Linked DNA regions of Mus musculus: region 2 is linked to region 1. Evidence: chromatin contacts called from public promoter capture Hi-C data. All regions are on one chromosome and are shown on one strand. Each heading gives the region's core, a stretch centred on a gene start, on an enhancer-like site or on the middle of the called end of the contact. The rest is flanking DNA. Distances are from core to core; before and after follow the strand shown. Region 1 holds the start of Coa6 (cytochrome c oxidase assembly factor 6). Region 2 holds the start of 2610044O15Rik8 (RIKEN cDNA 2610044O15 gene).

The links. Promoter capture Hi-C pulls out the DNA fragments that hold promoters and counts their contacts.
Region 2: a promoter capture Hi-C map of liver shows a contact between it and region 1, with 3 times the contacts expected there. The contact joins the promoter of 2610044O15Rik8 here to the promoter of Coa6 in region 1. A contact is called at or near these places in 2 of 39 promoter capture datasets (liver and pre-B cells).

Annotation. Positions count from the first base shown.
Region 1 is chr8:126,418,530-126,424,994 of GRCm38.p6, forward strand. It overlaps Coa6 (cytochrome c oxidase assembly factor 6), which reads left to right and starts at 3,972. Exons shown (of 2, transcript NM_174987.4): 1 at 3,972-4,301. The coding sequence starts at 4,158. It overlaps Gm51604 (a long non-coding RNA gene), which reads right to left and starts at 3,841. Exons shown (of 2, transcript XR_003947620.1): 1 at 3,740-3,841.
Region 2 is chr8:129,231,108-129,237,572 of GRCm38.p6, forward strand. 2610044O15Rik8 (RIKEN cDNA 2610044O15 gene) reads right to left here and starts at 2,939. Exons shown (of 5, transcript NM_153780.3): 1 at 2,798-2,939. The coding sequence starts at 2,800.

The DNA.
Region 1 (6,465 bases), core at 2,722-5,221:
AAGTGGTAAACAAATAATCTGCGCATGTGCCAAGGGTATCTTATGACTACTTGTGCTCTGCCTTCCCCGTGACGTCAACTCGGCCGATGGGCTGCAGCCAATCAAGGAGGGACACGTCCGAGGCGAAGGAGAATGCTCCTTAAGAGGGACGGGGTTTTCGTTTTCTCTCTCTCTTGCTTCTTGCTCTCTTTTCCTGAAGATGTAAGAATAAAGCTTTGCCGCAGAAGATTCTGGTCTGTGGTGTTCTTCCTGGCCGGTCGTGAGAACGCGTCTAATAACACTGGGTGTGGAGCTATGGTGGACATTTCTTGCACACACTGTCCACACTCGCACATAGATCAGGAGGGAACACACTTTGACATTCCTTCATGGGTGGGAGGCTCTGTGGTCCTTGACTTGGCCACACCCCCAACAGCATTCCACCAGGCCCCACATCTTAAATATCACACCACTTCTTAACACCACTGTACAAGAGATCGATCATTCAATACATGAACCTAAGCCCTCTAAGCACATTCACACCATATCCAAACCATAGCAACAAGTGCTAGAAATAAATCAGAAAAGTAGTAGTAGAGCCCACAGTCAGGTGGTATGCTGTAATCGGCTGCTTTCAGTAGCAACAGATAATGTCAGGCTGGCAACATCTGTGAATTTGAGTAAACAGCACAAGGCAAGCTATGCATATGACTGGATGAATGAATGGGTAAAAACATACACATAATAAAATGTACATGCTTGCATAATTAATAGCCGGCTAGATACACAGAGACAAAAGTAGAAACAGAGCAACAACAGATGCTAGATACGCACAAATAATAGGGATAGAGAGAGTCAATGGATGATTTAATAATAGGGGGTAAATGATAGATGAAAGACAGGAGATGAATAGACAGACCCAGTGCAGACGTTTCAAAAACAAATTAGTGGAGCTGTCCACTGGGGACCTGAAAAAGGAATATTTATTTTAAGGCCCAAACCTGGTCTTGCTTTTCTGACAGAAATAGTAACTGAAGCTGTGAGGTTAGATCAACTCGACAAGGAAAATAAGGGCTGGGGGGGGGGGGGGGAGGAAACAAAGAGAAGGAGGGGAGGAGAGGGGAGGATAGAGGAGGAGAGGGGAGGGGAGGCGAAACCTTGCAGCACATCTCTAGTTAACAGGAGGAGAACACCAGGACAGATGGACCTGGTGTTCAGAAGGGTGTGTAGCAACACTGAAGTCAAAGGAATCGGCCCCATTTGTGTTCCTGAGTAGGTGTCTCTGATAACTGCTTTGAAAAGCAGAGTATAAATAAAAGTCTGTGGGCAGCAACAGAAAAACAACACCCTACAACGGAGTCTGTCCTGCCCTGCCACCAGGAGTTTGGGGATCCACTCGGTTCAGACTGGGTGACTCGCACAATTTCTTGTGGCTGGAGCTGCCAGCACCGCCTGCCTTCCACCCTTGTCCCTGACCTCTCTTCACTGGCTCTCCATTTTACACCCGGGCTGGGCGACCGCACACCTGCCACCTTCTTGTGGCACTTACATTCTTTTACTGGCCCTGTTGTCTGCAATATTTTGATAATGTGCACGTGGACTTTGCTGTTGTCCATTCAAACCTCTAGATTCCTTTTTGGTGGTTGAATCTCCTGAGGGGATAAGTCAGGAACCCGACTACAGTACACTCATTTTGGCAGTATGTCTCCTCTCTGCCTCAGTCTCATCACAGACAAGGAAGAACTGTGGCTGCATGAGTGGTATATAGCACTAAACACTGCCCAAGAACAGATATAGTAAACACATTAAAGTCAATAATCATATTTTATATGGTGGTCATAATTATCTTCTTGTAGATCAGCCCCAACAATGATAACCCTTCTTGGGCCTATACTTTTGGCCAGGACTCTCCTGGGCTGACTTTTGGCCAGAAAGAACATATAAGATGGTAAACACATTAAAATTTAGTAATCAAGCTCTCTATAATGGCTGCTATTATCTTTCTGTAGATCAATTACAACAATGATCAACTCTCTTGGGCCAATTACTTATTCTATTAAAACCTGGGCACACACATTCATGCAGAAAAACATAAACAAAACATGTGCATGGCTAAAAAAGTGCTTAGAAAGCAAACGCCCAGGTCTAGGAGCAGAACCCAAAGGCTTCACATTCAGTCTCTGTGTGCCCTTCCTGATCAAATCTCTCCTAGCCCTAGAGACAGTTGTGATAATCTTTGCTGCCCTTTATGGTTTTACTATTTATGTATTTATCCTTAATACTGTAGTGGATATGAGTATCTGCATTTATTGCTGTGGTTACCAGTGAGAATATCGTGAGTATCTGCATATATTGCTGTGGTTACCAGTGAAGATGTCTGTCAATATCTGCATATATTACTGTGGTTACCAGTGAGAATATCAGTATCTGCATATATTGCTATGATTACCAATGAGGAAGTCAGCATCTGCATATATTGCTGTGGTTACCAGTGAGGATGTCTGTCAGTATCTCCATAGATTGCTGTGCTAACCAATGAGGACGTCAGTATTTGCATATACTGCTGTGGTAACCAATGAGGATTCAGTATCTGCATAGACTGCTCATTTTCTCAGCAGTGTTGCATCTGTCTTGTGCACCTTTAGAGAAGGAAAGGGTTTCTATGTCTTACGGTTTGTAGGTATAGTGAATGCCTGCACTGCAACTTGTCTTTTCTGTCCATTTCATGATGCTGTTTGGGTTTGTGTAGATGAGTGGGGCTAAAAAAAAACCTTTTCAAGGCTGCATGCATGTAGTACCCCCATGCATACAAAATAATAAATTTTTAAAAATTAATTTTCAACCCCTAAATCATATTTTCTCATACAGGTCCACCAGAGTTTTGAATAGGACTTTTTTTTTTTTTTAATATATTGGCAAGACACTGGGGAACATACAATGCATAATGTCTAACACCTTCAACAAAGTCTTGGATGGCTCCCATAATCATGTACATTAATCCTTCTACAGCAAACCCTCTTAGTTAAGTGAGACATATAAAGCATTATCACACCATTTTATCCCTCTCCCTCCTCTTCCTCTCTCTTATAAATCAATGAGTTCCAAGGAGTTTGTTATTTCAGAGTTGGGGAGGTTCTGTAACTAGTACAAGTTAACAGTAGCAAGAATACAGGTAGAATTTAATTAGTAAAAGTCGAGAGGAACCTCCTGGAGGAACTATCTGGAATTTGTCTGTAGAAGGATTTTCAGTGCAAATTTAAATTTCTACTAGCACCATCTCTCTAGAAACTGTACACTTTGCTAAACTTCATTTGTTTATAAGAGCCTCACTTTCTTGTCATCTACAGAGCTAAACTTCACTACTGAAATTGCTACTGTTATTTCAGTTTCCAATGAATTCTTGATTATGACGGTCGGGAAGAGATATACAGACAGCTGTGGCTGGCTGCGAACATCACTGCTTTTATTTCCCATTTCATTCATGTCTGCTCTTGATGTACCATTATGCACAGTCATAATTGCAGCCATATCGATAAAATGAGATAAATATACGAGACAGGGTTTCTCTGTGTAGCCCTGGCTGTCCTGGAACTCACTTTGTAGACCAGGCTGGCCTCGAACTCAGAAATCTGCCTGCCTCTGCCCCGCAAGTGCTGGGATTAAAGGCGTGTGCCACCACGCCCGGATACCTTTTTATAACCTGACATTGATAAAAGGCACAGGGAACCTCTAGCATGGCCAACCTCAGCTTCACCCTCACCCAGAGTCGGCGCTCTCCGGCGAGCTATCCCCTTCTCACCACACTCTGAGAACGGAGCTTGGTGCCGGCTCGGCCGCCTCCGCCAATTCCGGGTCCCTCTTCAGCCAATCAGGGCAGCCGCAGCTACAGAGGGCGGTACCAATCAGATATTAGTTTCCGCCCATAGGCCACGCCCCTGGTGCCGGAAATTATCCGCCGGAGAAACGGACTCGGCCGGAAGTCCCGCCCTTCTATTTGCAAACGGAGGCCGGGGCAGGTCAATCGGCGGCGGGTACTTTCGCAGTGAGTTTCCCTGTGCAGTCGGTGGACCTGCGGGGCGACACCGCCGTGCGGGAACCACAGTCCACACCGCTCTCCCACGTAGGCTGAGCCCCGGTCGCATGTTGCGTGGCTTCCCGCGTGACCACTGCAGGCAGGAATGGCAGCCCCTTCCATGAAGGAAAGGCAGGCATGCTGGGGTGCGCGCGACCTGTACTGGCGCTGCCTGGACGACAACGCGGAGGACGCGGCCCGGTGCCAGAAGCTGAGGAGCTCGTTCGAGGCCAGCTGCCCCCAGCAGTGGGTAAGTCCCGCGGGGTGCAACACATCCCTGCGCGCACCCTCACCTTAGGGTGGGTTTTGAGGAGCAAGGTCACGCGTTGGAAGTCACCAGTTAGTTGGTATTACTGGAGAAAATGACAGCGCTACCAGACTCTGGAGAAGGGACCTGGTGGTACAGCGCTGTGACTTCTGCAGGCGTCCATAGCCTTTCTCACAGCTCCTCCCCTAGAGCCTGGTCATATTAAGCAGTCTGGCTCACTCAGTATTAGTTCTTCCCTCTCTTCGCCTTGTCCCAGCCTCTGTCGACTCCTATAAAGACTGAGAGGTGTGTCCAAAGACACTCGTGCATGAGAGGGTGGGGAGGAGATGGAGGATCATGGGAATGTGTTCTGAGAGAGACACTTGGATTCATTCGCTGGGATTTTAAATTCAGCCTTGGGAGGTCTTGCATCCAGATTTATGCCGCGGGAGTCATGCATCAGAGGAGAAACATTTCTCCAGGATGAAGCAGCCTCTGTAGTGGAGGATTCGAACTAAGATCCTGAAGTGTACGTGTACTCTGCTCTACAGCGGTCCTATGAGAAAGATGTGGGCATGTGCTATGCAGGGACAAGAGAACCACAGCTCAGGGTGGCTGGTGCACCCACAGGTTCGGGAGGAGAAACACCCTAAGAGGTGCTGAGTTCTGGACAAGCTGTTGTCAACACCAAAATACTGCTCTCGCTTCAAGGGCTAGTCTGTTTTGTAGCCAAATATGAGTGACTGGCTCAGGAACAGAGTATGAGGTTTTCCCCAGATACCATTTGGCAGAAGTTTTATGCAGTCTTATGGAACAGAACAAACGGTGGAAACAAAAGGTAAGTTTGTTACAGCAAAGGAAGCCTTCTGGTTGGTGGAAGCCAGTGGTCTGTTAAAACATTACAGAAGGTTTCACCTGTCACCAGGGTGTTATGTCAGTCACAGAAGAGGGCAAGGGATTAAGAGAGCTTAAGAGTAGAGAGAGCTAAAGACAGACCTGGCAGCAATCAAACCTCTCCGTAGTCACTCCCGTTCTGATCAATCAGTCCTGTAGAAGGTATGGCTTGTCCCACCCCATTTAAGTTGGGATGGAATGCCTAAATTACCTTTAAATGTAATTGTCTCTTGGGGCATTGATCCTGACAGATGTTACAATAATTTGCCACAAAATGTGAGGGATATCATATGCTTTTTAATCTTATATCCTTTATGCAACACCCATTCTAGTGCAGTTAGTTCAAGATTGACAGACAGACTGAACAGATTTATGAATACCATGTCAAATACAACAGAGGGACAGAGGCCATCAAACCAAAGGGACTTAAGGGGAGGGATGAGGCTTCAGAGGAAGCAGTGTTGTGACAGGCTTAGTGGAGCTGTATACAAACAGTTCCTTACCCACTCTGAACTGGGGTCCTGTTTCCCATGAAGTTAAAGATTGAACATCGTGTTCAGAAACTGTTTGAAACCTACACCTGGGTTGGCAGTCAGGGCTACCTTTGATACTCTGGGCCAGAGGGTGCGCCATTCAAATCTGCCTGTTATGCAAGAGAACACGATTTCTCAGTGAACAAGGCGGGGGGGGGGGGGGGTCCATTAGGGCATACACTGAAGGCTTTTAACAAGAGCAGCATTTTCTAGTCTCACAGTGCACATGTTGGGGGGGAGGGGGTGTCCTGCATTTGTCCTGTCTACAGGTGCTGGGTCAGTATCACACCCCATGAAGAGAGAGGAAGCTGTGAATAAAAACCCCAAATCTTCATAATGTGACTAGTTAGTCATTTGTCTGCCTCCCCAGATGTGTGTGCTTCTAGATAAAACAGAGTTGAGAAAAATGCCAGGGGCAATAACTTATTCGACACACTGAACCTATAGCCAGCAATCATCTGTAAAACTGAAAGTTTCCTGACCTACTAGGCCCCAGTGTGCATAAAACTGTTTCATAAGTTCCCAGGTCGTTTGGACACTAAACAGAAACACTAGTCATGAAGGATAGACTCCTGGTTCTTCAGGCTTCTTAGAAGCTGACTAGACTCCTGACTCAGGATTCCAGAATACAAACTACCATCCTGCTTCAGTATCATTGATAATGAGTAACATGCTACGTTTAAATCTGTGCTTTTGATTCCCTAAGCTGTGTAACTTGCTCTAATGTCAGGCCTTTTTAT
Region 2 (6,465 bases), core at 1,689-4,188, 2.8 Mb after region 1:
TCTTGGGGTACAGCCTTTTAACTAAAGAATTTAGGAAGTTTAATCAAGAGGCAAGCAAGGTCATTTCCACGGGGAGCAACAGACCGGCAGCAAGGTGACCTGAGTCAACAAAGCTTTTTTTGGAAACATCTTTCTTAAAGGCTGAAAATACAGTTGTCTTAGACTTAACATGCCTTCCCAGGGAGAAATCACTCTATACAAAATTAAAGATTACTTTTTAAAAAATCTCTATAATGATAGCCCAAACTCAGCTCTGTCTAATGCTCTTTTAGGATTAGGCTTCATGTTATAGTTTGGACAGTTTAAATAGGGACAGGAGACCGCAAGTCTAGTCAACGAGGTAGATGGGAGATTTTTTACAGCAAAGATATTCCAGAAACTATTTCTTAAGTACACCAGTGCCCTAATACAAAGGTTGGTTCTTCAGTGACAGGGGCCTAAGTCCAAGGTCCCAGAGGATGAAAAAGCCAAAAAGTAGAAGGTAGAATGTATAAAAGTGTGCTGGAGAGATGGCTTTGCAGTTAAGAATGCCAACTGCTCTTCCAAAGGTCCTGAGTTCAATTCCCAGCAACCACATGGTGGCTCACAACCATCTGAAATGGGATCTAATGCCCTCTTCTGGTGTGTCTGAAGAGAGCAATCTCATATATATATATAATGTTTTTAAAGAAAAAAAAAAGAGCCAGGCGTGGTGGCGCACGCCTTTAATCCCAGCACTCGGGAGGCAGAGGCAGGTGGATTTCTGAGTTCGAGGCCAGCCTGGTCTACAGAGTGAGTTCCAGGTCAGCCTGGACTATACAGAGAAACCCTGTCTCGAAAAATCAAAAAAAGAAAAAAAAAAAAAAAGAATGAATAAAAGTTGTGATGGGGAGATCTTGCAGAAGCCATGTCTTGTGCTAAGTAAAGCTCTTAAGAATAGCATCCTGTATACTACTTACAGAGGGAAGATGGAAATAAATGGGAGACTTCTAAGAAGCTGCACAAGATTACTCCTTATCTCAAGAACATTAACCTGGGCAGTGGTGGTACACGCCTTTAATCCCAGTACTTGGGAGGCAGAGGCAGGCGGATTTCAAGTTCAAGTTCAAGGCCAGCCTGGTCTACAGAGTGAGTTCCAGGACAGCCATGGCTACACACAGAAACCCTGTCTCGAAAAACCAGAAAAAAATAAAAAAGAACATTACTGACCAAGCCTACAGTGGCCTTACGACTAATAACCATAGCCCCACATGGCAGAAAGAGTTGGGTTCTGAGGATATAAATTGTCATGAAGGCCTTGGCCCCAGACCATTACCAGCTCTCCCAAGGATATTCCTGGCTTTAGAAAAGGAGCTCTATTTTATTCTCAATACATTGTAGCCATAGCAAAAGCTCCCAAGGCCTAGGCCCCAGTCCATTATTGGCTCTGCCAAGTATGTTCCTGGATTTGAGAAGGAGTTGTCATTCTTTATTCATGAGGGCTTTAGGGAAAGACTTACTTGATAAGGCTAGCCCTCCATACAACAGTGTTTCTTTCTTTCTTTCTTTCTCTCTCTCTCTCTCTCTCTCTCTCTCTCTCTCTCTATTTCTTCTTAATTGTTTTATTTATTTACATTCCAAACATTGCACCACTATCTGGTCCCCCCTCTCAGGATGTTTTACCTATTCCCCCTTCCCTTTGCCTTTGAGACCATGCTCGATCACCCCATCTCCACTCCTCTCATCCACTCACCCACCACCACCTCACCTTCCCCATTCTCCTTCCTTAGGGCATCATGTCTCTACAAGATTAGGTGTATAGTCTCCCACTCAGTACAGGCAATGCAGTCCTCTGCTACATATGTTCCTGGGACCATGGGCCAGCCCATGTATGCTCTTTGGTTGATGGCTTAGTCTTTGTGAACCACGAGGGATCTGGGTTATTTGATTCCCCTAACTCTTCCATAGGGGTCCCTGACTGGAGTCCATTGGTTTGCTGTAAGTATCTGCATCTGTCTCAGTTGCTGATAGAGCCTCTCAGAGGACAACCATGCTCGGCTCCTGTCTGCAAGCACATAGGTGTTTTTCCTTCTCAAATGGATGTCAACCAGTGTAGTCTTTCCCATGTGGCAGAACTATGCTTTTCCCAATTAGAAAATGGGGATTTCAGGCACACCAGTCCTTAATGTTGGTTGTGACTCTAATGACAGATTGAGCAGCTTGTTACAGACCTGCTTTTTGCTATGAGCATGTGCCAAGTGGCTGGTTGTACAACACAGTTGCCTCCTTTGTTATGGTTTGGAGCCAGATGTTTAGACAAACCTGGTGAGCAAACATGTGAATCCTAGCTTCCTAGTCTCTAACCGGCCTGCTTATCATACTAATCTGTGGGGTGTTTTTGATGCAGTCCTCCATCAGCTAAATGCTACTTACTGTCATTATTTCCTAAGCTTGGTAAATCCTTTACATCATCAATTCTACTCTTCTACATCTCAGCTTAATATGGGAGTGCTATCCAACACATGAGATGCCTTTTAACAGCTCTACAAAATTAACTACAAATGGATCTTACACCTAATAGATAAATGCTAAGGGCAAAACTTATATAAGATTCAAGAGAAACTAGGGCTCTCCAAGTTTGGCATCTTGCTCGTGATATTTCTACAAGCAAGCCCCTAGTCCAAATGTTTTTAGATTCAGCCCTGATACTGATGTTATTCAGAGTTCACCGCCTGTTTTAGCAAGTGAGGAGCATCCAGCCCAGAGAAGATCCACCACCTCAGCTCGCACTGCTCAGCCACCCGCCCCTGCCCATTATAGACAGTAACCCTGCGCTTACCATGTTTCAAAAACGGAGCTTACTTGAGGTCCCCTCAAAGCACCCAACAACATCGCTCAAAGCAGGATACAGAGAACCATTCAAGCCCGCACTGCCAAAACAAATTTCTAGCAAGGCAGCCGAAGAACCCGCCTCATTGTCTGACTGGCAGTTCCGCAGGGGAGCCTTGATTGGCCAGTGAGCCTTACCCCTCCTCTAGGTTAAAGTGTGCTTCCTGTCCCGGGCCAGACCTTTTACAGATCCCGGGAGTGGTTTGCATTCCGGTAGCATTTGTGTCTGTCCACCAAGTTTGGCATCTTGCTCGTGATATCTCTCGTCCCATGCAGCCCTGGAAGAGGACCCACCGTTGCAGCTCCGGCCATCCGCCTGCTTCTCCCCTTTGTGGGCAGTGATCTCACACTCACCATGTCTCAACTTCGGAGCTTGTTTGAGGTCCCCTCACAGCACCCAATCAGGACGGAAAGAACCATTCAAGCCTGCACAGCCGAAACAAACATGCAGCAAGCCACCCGGAAGAACCCTCCTCATTGTCTGACTGGCAGGTCCGCCTGGGGGCCTTGATTGGCCAGTGAGTCTTACCCCTCCTCAAGGTTAAATAGAGTTTCCAGTCCTGGGTCAGACCTTTTCCAGATCTCAGGTCTGACTTGCACTCCAGTAGCTTTTGTGCCTATCCTCCAAGCCGTGGGAGAGGACACAGCATTTCAGCTCAGGCTCTTTAGCCGCCTGCTCCTCCCCTTTGTGGGCAGTGATCCTGCACTCACCATGACCTCCTTCGTAGCTTGCTTGAACTTTCTTCACAGCACTTCCCCTTCTTGAAGGTATCTGATAGCCTGTTACTGAACTTGGAGTGCAGGTATCAATCTGGCCCACCGGTGGAAGGATGCCCAGGATATTAACATTAAAGAGGATTTTAGGAAACAAGAGTTTTGTTTTGTGGCTTCATGCTGGGCTCAGGGAAACTGCAGCTCCTTTTCACCAAAAAGGTATGAAACAACCTTGGGAGAAAACCAGAAAACATGACAAACAGTAGAGCACTATTGTTAGCCAGCACATCTTCCTCAGTGGCAAGGTGGAGAAAAACCACAGTTGTCTTAGTATAGAAAAACGTACCTCATCTCATAGGATTAATTTCTCTGTGTATGTAGAAAGGGGATTTAATAGAATGTCTTACAGACAGTGGTCCTCCTAGTCCAATAATAGCTGAGCAGATTCATTGCCAAGGGAAAGTAGAAAAATCAAGGACTTGTTGAGTTCACATTGCTTGATATCTCAGTGGATCTTGAGTACTTCCCAGAATTCTGAAGAAATAAGTACTTACTAATGCCAGTTTCAAAACAAAACAAATGAATGAATAAACAAAACACCTTGCTAAAAAATGTAGGGAAGGAAGTAGACAATTTGAAAGAACTTCCCTGTTTAATATCCAGTAAAGCCTCACTAAAAACAAATAAATATACAAGCACAGGACTTGTGTCTTATCTTCTAAATTAAACAACAACCATCTTCATACCTTCAGCTTCATTGAATTAAAATAACCACAGCAGGACTTTTTAAATTTTACTAAATCTAAAACAAACAAACAAACAAAAAAACCAGGACATGCCTGGCCAGTACTTTTAAAAGGTAGAAGGGGGATAACTACTTATGTGAAATTGTCTCCATACATACTGAGTAAGGCATTTTTTTAAAGATTTTTTTTTATGTCTATGAATATACTGTTGCTGTCTTCAGACACACCAGAAGAAGGCGCTGGATTTTATTACAGATGGTTTCGAGCCTCCATGTGCTTACTGGGAATTGAACTCAGGTCCTCTGGAAGAGCAGTCCATGCTCTTAACCACTGAGCCATCTCTCCAGCCTGAGTAAGGCATTTTTAATGTGACTGATTGTAGGATACCCACAGTCTCATAAGAAACACCTTGTCAATTTTGTGAAAGTAAACCAAATAATTTCATTGGCATCTTTGGTTGAACTATGATAATTTTGAAATGTGGTGCCATTGAGAACTTAGAAAGAGGGGATAAACATTGCTTATTCCCCACCCCTAAATAAATGTTCTCATAGTAGATTATGAATTTATTTGTTAAACATAAAGTATGTTATGGTATTAACAAATATAAAATGTTAGAATGATCGAAAGACAGAAATAGTTTTAATAAAGAAGGATTTATATATAGATTAGGATGGAAATTTCCAAAAATGAGAATAAAAAAACAAAACAAAACCCTACAAAGCCACTGGAAGTTCTGAAGTAATAAGTGAGGTATTTAAGGCACTTAGAGTATGACACATGGGAAATACATATGGGATTAAAGTCTCTGTCTTCAGATCAACATTTATGACAAACTGCCTGTAATCTAAGTTTAATTCTGACCTCTGTCCAGTCTACATTGAGGAGACTAAAAATATAGGGATGATTCCCTCAAAGCTTCAAAGGGTAGTCATAGTTAGTCCAAGCAAGGGTATTGAGTAATGTTCACTAAGAGGAAAAATAGTACAAAGAAAAGCTTGAAGATACAAAGATTATTTAGAAGCCCAAGTGATAACTTAGGCATGAAATTTCAATAGGCCTAACAGAACATAAACTGAAATTGATTTTGCTAAATATGGAATATGATCCCCTTTAAAATGCAGTGTGTCTATTTAACAATTGAAGGGACAGCAGTCCTCAAAAATTATGTTTGATCATATGAAATGTTATTTAGATAATAAATTCTCACTCCAGATTTCCTTTGTCATAAATGGATGTATCTCAATATCCCATATAAACGACAAGAATGTAGGTTACAGGCTGGTGATATGGCTCAGTGGTTAAGAGCACTGACTGTTCTTCTGAAGGTCCTGAGTTCAAATCCCAGCAACCACATGGTGGCTCACAACCACCCATAATGAGATCTGACACCTTCTTCTGGTGCATCTAAAGACAGCTACAGTATACTTATGTATAATAATAAATAAAATCTGGCCAGGCAGTGGTGGCGCATGCCTTTAATCCCAGCACTTGGGAGGAAGAGGCGGGCAGATTCCAGAGTTTGAGGCCAGCCTGGTCTACAGAGTGAGTTCCAGGACAACCAGGGCTACACAGAGAAACCCTGTCTCAGAAAAAAACGAAGAAGAAGAAGAAGAAGAAGAAGAAGAAGAAGAAGAAGAAGAAGAAGAAGAAGAAGAAGAAGAAGAAGAAGAAGAAGCAGCAGCAGCAGCAAGCAGGGACAAAAGCAAGCAGGGGCTGAGCGAGCAAGGCCAACTAGAGTGAGCAGAGGTCCTAAATTCAATTCCCAACAACCACAGTGTACTCATATATATATATAAAATAAATAAATATATCTTTAAAAAAAAAGAATGTGGGTTACTTCAGCAAGGCAGGGCCTATATACAGCTGAGGAAAACTGAACAATCTTACTAAATACTGAGGCCAAATCTAAAAGCTATATACCAAATATAGAATACCATTTCATTATCAAAGAGTACTTCTCACTAATAGATTGTGTCCTTCGGTACATTAATCACACATGCTCCCTGATTTAAAAGTGATGCAGGATATTCTGTCATCAAACTTAACAGATTTGTAGAATTATTCAGGTATCCTATATCGTGTACTTGGACTTCAAAAGCCCCTGGTATGTGTTCTTTTTTAAGGGTTCTGAGGTAGCAAACAGCTGATTCAAGGT